2 separate regions of the Sus scrofa genome follow, and region 2 is linked to region 1. The links are chromatin contacts, called in public Hi-C maps. All regions are on one chromosome and are shown on one strand. The core of a region is the stretch at or near the end of the contact, and the rest is flanking DNA. Distances in the headings are between cores, read along the strand shown.

Evidence for each region. Hi-C and Micro-C count contacts between places; a contact is called where the count stands out from the background.
Region 2: a contact with region 1 is called in a Hi-C map of skeletal muscle, with 8 times the contacts expected there. The contact joins two enhancer-like sites. A contact is called at or near these places in 3 of 47 Hi-C or Micro-C datasets (heart right ventricle, mesenteric adipose tissue and skeletal muscle) and 1 of 2 datasets of contacts at active chromatin or transcription factors (skeletal muscle).

What each region holds. Positions count from the first base shown.
Region 1 is chr1:248,740,226-248,743,681 of Sscrofa11.1, forward strand. No RefSeq gene overlaps it. Among named protein-coding and RNA genes, the nearest start is that of KLF4, 130 kb to the left of the region's middle. Within about 2 kb of position 1,501, at least 56 of the 83 cell types and tissues checked have an H3K27ac peak or open chromatin away from gene starts, as enhancers often do. A contact at or near this core is called in mesenteric adipose tissue and skeletal muscle, where this site is marked.
Region 2 is chr1:249,172,125-249,175,580 of Sscrofa11.1, forward strand. No RefSeq gene overlaps it. Among named protein-coding and RNA genes, the nearest start is that of TRNAE-UUC, 360 kb to the right of the region's middle. Within about 2 kb of position 1,552, at least 35 of the 83 cell types and tissues checked have an H3K27ac peak or open chromatin away from gene starts, as enhancers often do. A contact at or near this core is called in mesenteric adipose tissue and skeletal muscle, where this site is marked.

The DNA of each region.
Region 1 (3,456 bases), core at 251-2,750:
GTTACCTGAGGGTTAAATGGGATCATGCTTCTGCAGTCATCAAAGACAAACACGTATAACCCAATCTGTCTCTGAGAGCTGTCCCTCACATTCCCATAACCTCTTCATGTGGTCCAACTATTACGGGTTGAATGCTTTAAATATCAGGCATTGTTTTAGGGATTCAGCCCTGGAGTCTCGATCCTCATGTGTGAGAAAATTACTGATTTTTCCCTAAATGAAACATCTTTGCCTTTTCCACCCAGATAATAGCTTTGCGTTATCTCTGCAATGCCAAAACAATTAAGGGTGTCATTTCATCTTTCATCAGCACGTTGGGCTCAGGTGAAAAACTCTGCCAGAAATCTTGAAATATCTTGCTCCTTTAGACATCAGAAGGCTGGGAGATTTCCCATTATTAATTGAAATCAAAACTTCTCTGTGGCCCAGAGCAAGGGCAGAACTGTTATTTCACAGATCAGCAGGAAAGCTCACCACCACTGTTTTGCTTGGTATTCATTTTATTTAGGGGGTAGGAGGCACAGAAGAAAGGTGGTTTCCAGAATGATACATCCATGCTGCTGTGTGAATGCAGTCAAGGGAGGCGACTAAGGCTCAGGGAAGCAATGCCCATGCGTGCACTGGGCAACCATTCCATGTCTCCCGAGCCTCAGTTTCCTTTCATGTAAAATAGGGGTCATGGAACCTCCCTGGTGAGGTTTAAATGAATGCACGCAAGAGGAAACAGTGGGATGGCAGACAGGGTCATGTACTGTTCACCGTGTCTGTGCTGCTGAGACAGGGACGTGGGCTCATCGAGGGGGGCACTTCCTCCTTTTCTATTTTGCTGGTCCCTGGACAGGTCAGAGGTGAGGGCAGTGGTGAGGAGTTCTGAGGAAATCTGTAGCGTGGCTGGATAGCATGCTTCTAGGAAGTCTGTATTCGCCTCTGAAATTGCTGGACATTGCAAGGATTTGTCCCATTTTGGAGTGTAGGAGGCTGATTCTTGTTTGTTCCCAGGCCTGCTTTGCAGGATGCAGTTCCAGCATTTCAAGGGGCTGGAGAGGGGGGATTTGACGAGAAAGAGTGGGTACCATGGTGTGTAGGACAGGCAGGCTTTTTTAGCGGCAGCTTGTGTGTGCCCTCGGGCTCCCCGCCACCCTCCTTCTGCCACAGCATCCTTCCTTCCCGTCTCCAGGGAGGCAGGACCCAGAACCCATGCCCAGCCCAGCGCGCTCGAGCCAGGCTGCTCTTGCCGGCTTCTCCGGGGCTCCGCGAGGCTCGGCTGGCCTGGGTGGTGGGCCCGGGTCCCCAGGTCGCCGGCGCTGGCCCTCGCGACGCTCCGGTGCGCGCAGGAGCGCGCGGGCCTCCCCGCAGGCCCCGCGCCCAGCCGGCCTCGGGAACTGACCAGGCCGCGTGTGAGCGCCGGGATTCCTGCTCAGGCCTTAAATATGCCGGTTATTTTTATCTCCCTACGTCAGGCGGCGAAGACCATCCCACCAGTGGCCGCGGCGGCTGCTACACAATGTTTCCCTTTAGTCGGGAGGGGAAATGGAGGGAGGCCAGACTTCCTGATCACATGGTGCTGAAGTCAATGAAAAAAAATTAAGGGGGACCCCTCCCTTTTTCTGCAGTGCCCGATCCAGGTTCCCCCCTCCCGCTCCCCCCCACCCAGCCCCCTTGGGCTCCCCGCGTCGGAAAGCGGCAAAGGCTCCAGGCGTAGGGCCAGCGAGGCAGGAGAGAGAGCAAACATAAACACGAGATTGTTGCAGTAATTGGTGCTCTGAAAACACTGAGGAAATGAGAGGCTTGTACGAAACATCAGCCGACAAGAAACGGGGTGATGTCAGACAGCCTTCCAGGATTAGAAACCCTTAAAAGCTCCGAGCCCGCGGCCGCGGAGGAAAGTGTTCCGCTCTCCCGGGTAGGGAGCCGGGATCCCGCGATTCTGCGCTCGCCATCGCCTCTGCCTCGCTTTTCCCCTTTCCTTTTTCTTTTCCTTTTCCTTTTCTTTCTGTCCTTTCTTCTTTTTTTCTTTCTTCGATCTCTTTCTCTTTTATTTCTTTTTCCTTTTCACAAAGAAGGAAAAGGAGCGACCGTATCAAGTATTTTACATTTCTAAGGCACTGGTACTTTTAGATCTTTCCTTGACTTTGAAATACCAAACCGGACTCAACACCCACATCAATCCCAAGGCAGCAAATGACACTTCCAGCATCCCTTGTTGGAGTTTGCTCTTTCTTCCTCCCAGTCCCCTTCCTGATTCCGCTTTTCAGGTTAGAACTGCACCGTTGCAGTAATGTCCACGCATGTGGAGGGGCTGAAATAAACAGGAAGCATTTACCAAGGACAAGCTTGCCAAGAAAAGGGGATTCAATCTTTGCCAAAATCTGGCATTTTCAAAGAAGATAAGACTTCCTCATAACATGTCACCCAGCCTCCAGGGCTGCGGCCTCATTTTCTTTTCCTGGTTTGAGACAATTAGGAAAACTAAAAGCACACAGAGAGTACACACACACACACACACACACACACACACACACACTCATTCCTCACTCCCCTTCCCCACAACTCACGCATAGCTAACACCAGCCAGCAGGGCCTTGTCCTAGTCCACCTGGAACCTGCCTGTGTCTTTAAGTTTGAGGCCAGGTCTCATCTGTTCAGTGACACAAAAGGTGCCGCCTATCCAGGCTTTCTCTCCTGGTGTTTGCCAGGATTAATGAGGCAATGTTTGGAAAGGGCTTGAGCCCCTCCAACCAAAGGCACCCACGGACACCTTTTCAAAGAATGATTTATGTCCAACTTTACCCAAATAGGAACCAAAAGAGGATTTTCTGTTTTTTCATCTTTAGAACAGATGAATTCAGCACCTGGATCCTTGCATTTCTGAAGCTTTAGACTCTGCCTTATTAATTGCTCTGTCACCTCTCCTGGGAGGGCAGGCTTTTTCCATCTCTTTCTAAGACCCAGTAAAAGGTCACATCAAGGTCGAGCCTGTATGCCCTCGGAGGAATTGGACAGGTTCCAAAGACTTGGGTTCCCCTCACAGCTGCTCATGTGAGAACAATGTCCCTCAACCCGAACCCATTCCCCACATACTCATAAATCTTGGGGTGATTTAGCCCCCTCCCCCCCCCCAAAGCTTGACACTCCTGAGCTGCTGTAATTTAAGCCAAGTGTACTTTTCCATCTGATCCAATATACCTGTGGTTATACCACCCACCAAGAGGTAGTTTTAAGATCTCATGGGGACATTTTGCATCTTTGATGTTCCCCTCATGCTCTGCAAGGCCCAACGGGAAGCCTCCTCATCCTGTCTCCTTCTGATGCCCCTGCCCTCGATAATGGTGTCTCCTCTCCCTCAGTTTTTCACCCTGGGAGCTTGGGGTCTTTCTTGTTTATTCTTGCTCTCTCCCTACACCTCTCAAGGTCAACAGATCCTTCTGTTTAGCCCCAGAAAAATCTCAGGCTCTC
Region 2 (3,456 bases), core at 302-2,801, 430 kb after region 1:
GCAAGTCACTCTCATCACATTTCAAAGGGTCCCTGTCTCTAAGTTCTGGAATATTTTATGTCGTCCTCTATATACTGATATCACCTTTGGTTAAATGTCCCTTTTTCTGTAAAACCTTTGTCACACCATAAACTTGTCTGAGTGTATCCCTTACTTCCTGAAATTTCTACCACCATAACATCCTTTACATTTTATTATCATTTCACTTTTTTTTTAATCTTTGAGATAGTCAGCAGGTGGAGCCATATCTTGAACACTTTTTTTTTTTTTTTTTTTTTTTTTTTTTGCTTTTTAGGGCCACACTCGTGGCCTATGGAAGTTCCCAGGCTAGGGGTCAAATTGGAGCTACGGCTGCTGGCCTATGCCACAGCTGGGATCCAACCCACTTCTGTGACCTACACCACAGCTCATGGCAATGTCAGATCCCTGACCCACTGAGTGAAGCTGGGGATAGAACTCACATCCTCACAGATACTAGTCTGATTCGTTTCCACTATGTCACAACAGTAACTCCCATTACTTAAAATGTTAAAGGCACTTAATGCGTTTTGCTTTTTTATTGACTGCTGACCGAGTGAATAACAAATAAATGGAGAAAATAATGACAGAGTATAAAGAGTCATTCAAACTACTTTAAAATTTCCAGACTAATTCTAGAACTTGGAAGAGAGGACCTAAACACTCTGCATGACTTATTGATCCTTGGCTTAAAGTTTGGAGGTGAATCTTTTCATTGCCATTTTACAGATGAGAAGACTGAGGTCAAGGTGACACTGTGAGTCAATGAAAAATCTGTCATTTTGACTTGCATCTCAGGCTTGGCCTATATTCTTTCCAAACAGCATTATCTCCTTCCTTGTGAGTAAAGCAGTAACAATACCCTGTTCCTTGTGTAGTTCTTTAGTGTATCAAGGCACTTTCACAGCCAGAACCTTCTTTGTACTGGCAAGGCAGCTGTCACTTGGGGGACACACTGAGCCCTTTGCTCTATGATGGAGCCAGCTGCAGAAGGCATAGCCAACAGCTTCCAATAAAAGGAAATCCTGAAAAAACAGCTTCAGGGATCTAACTGCAGATTCTCCCTGTTACAGTCCTTGGCAATAAATAATACACGAAAAGAGATGAGCTCATGCCAAGGTGGACTTCAAAGAAGGTGGGGTGGCGGTGTTGGAACCCTCCATTTGGCCTCCGTGTTGTCTGCCCATTCCAGAAGTTAATTCACAGAGAGTGGGATGAAGGGAATGCCTCTCTCCCCCGCAGCTGATCCGTGGGAACTCTGCGCCTGCTAGCTAACTCTTGCTAGGCTTTAAAGAAAATTTTTCCCAGCCTTAAAGCTAGGTTTTGAACCAGTGCTGTGACATGTGTTCTGAGCTAGTCCCAAACAAGCGCAAACACAACAGCCTCCACTGATCAGTGCAGCACGACTGAAGGATGGAATTCAAAGCACGAGCCTAGAGAACAGAAAGTTCCAGCTCTCACTCTGTACAAGCTGCCATGAGCTCCAGCCATGCGTCCTGCAGCCAAGGATGGGTGGCCCCCGAGCAGGAAACTCTTTGGCAGCCTCTGCTGCGTGCTTTGCTTGCTGACAAGAGCACACCCTGGCCTCAGTTATTGCCCTTATAAAACAGCTCAAGTAGGATGTGAGCCAAATGTTTTAAATGTGCCTGGAAGAAAAATGTTAACTATGAATCCATGCAGTAGAACGGTACAGTACAACTGCAACAACACGCAGCTCTGCTCCCAGAGGAGGAGCCAACGAGGAACAGCAGCTGCTGCCCAGGCTTCTAGTGGCTTCTCCTCTTCCTTCTGCAGTAGTCCTACTTGGCAAGGGCTGCCTTGACATCTACTTTACAAAAGGATCTGAGAAATGGGTGCTCTTGTGACTATGATTAGAGAGTCAAAGAATTTTTAGAAATTTCCCAGTTAGGAGAGACTGCACTAAGCATTTAGTTTGCATATACATAGAGGACAAAGTTTAAGTTCATAGAAGTTATCAGCAAAGTCTAACCTCTCTTATTAAAATTCATTCTTCAGGTTTTCCAATGCATGTTCTCAGGAAAAAAAAAAAAATGTGGATAGGATGTCTTCTACATCCAGTACCTACTGTCTGCCAGGTACTGTCTTAGGTTATTTTCTCCATATATTATTAATCTTAAATACAGTCTTATAAAGGAATATTATTACTCACATTTTAAAGAGAAAGATATAAAAAAACTGTAGATGTTTGTTCACACTGTCTTCCCAATAAGTGCTGGGAAAAGCATTCAAACTCAAGTGCCCTGACTCCAAAACACATCTTCTTTCCATTGTACTAAGATGTGATGCAAATGACATAAAAGTTGACAGTTATATTTCTGGGCTACTGACACACATCTTTTCCAATAATTCTAATGAAGATATTCTGAGGAGGTAATTAGAACAATCTCTGAGGGGAAAACCTACTTTGCCCTGCTTCATGGTAAAATATCAGAAGCATTACAATTAATATAAAATTTAGACAAAGATACCCATCAATGACATTAATACTTATTATTTTTCTGGACATTTTAGCCAATATAATAAAGCAAGAATCAGAAAAAGAAAGCAAGAATCCTAAAGAAAGGATATAAAATTATTATCTTAAATTGACTATGATAGTGTAGCACTAAAGAAAAAAAGTCAGACAAAAACTACTAGGACTAATAAGAGAGCTCAATAAATTAGTAATTAAGATTCAAGTCAATAGTTTTTCTATATAGTGACAATAACCATTTAAAAAACATAGTGGAAAAAATTGATTATACTCATATTAAAATATACGCCTAGGTAGCTTAAACAAAGTGGTGGTATCTATGGAAATGAAGCTTCAGAGTTTTATAGAGACTCAAAAGAAAATCTTACAAAATCAAGAAGGATTTTAAGGTGCTGGATGGATCAATGAACAATGAATGATGTCAGATCTATTAAATTAATGTATGAGCTTATTGTGATCATATTGGGGTTTTTACATTAGGGAAATGGTTGCAAAATTATTCAGAAGAAAATGAATGGATGAATAAAATATCTAAGAACTAGTTTAAAACAAGAGAAATAGGAGAGTATTTGCCCACCAAAACATATATAATACTACTATCATTAAAACTGGAACATATTGTCCAGACTGGACAGCTGTATCAGAACAACATAACAGAAAGTTCTAGAAAACAATCGTAAAATCACTTAGTATATAACAATGGAAGCAGGAAAATTCAATATTTGCCAAATGATATTGGGGAACATGGCTGAAAATATGGGGAGGAAAATATGGGGATTTTAGAGATCCTCATCTTGCATATCCAACAATTCAAACTCCATATGTTTTATGGACCTATTTGAAAATAAGGAAAATAATTATTTCAAAATAAAAATAGCCGTAAATATTTAAATTATCTTGAAAATAGGACATGACTTCTAAAAGTAAAACAAAAGAAGTAACAA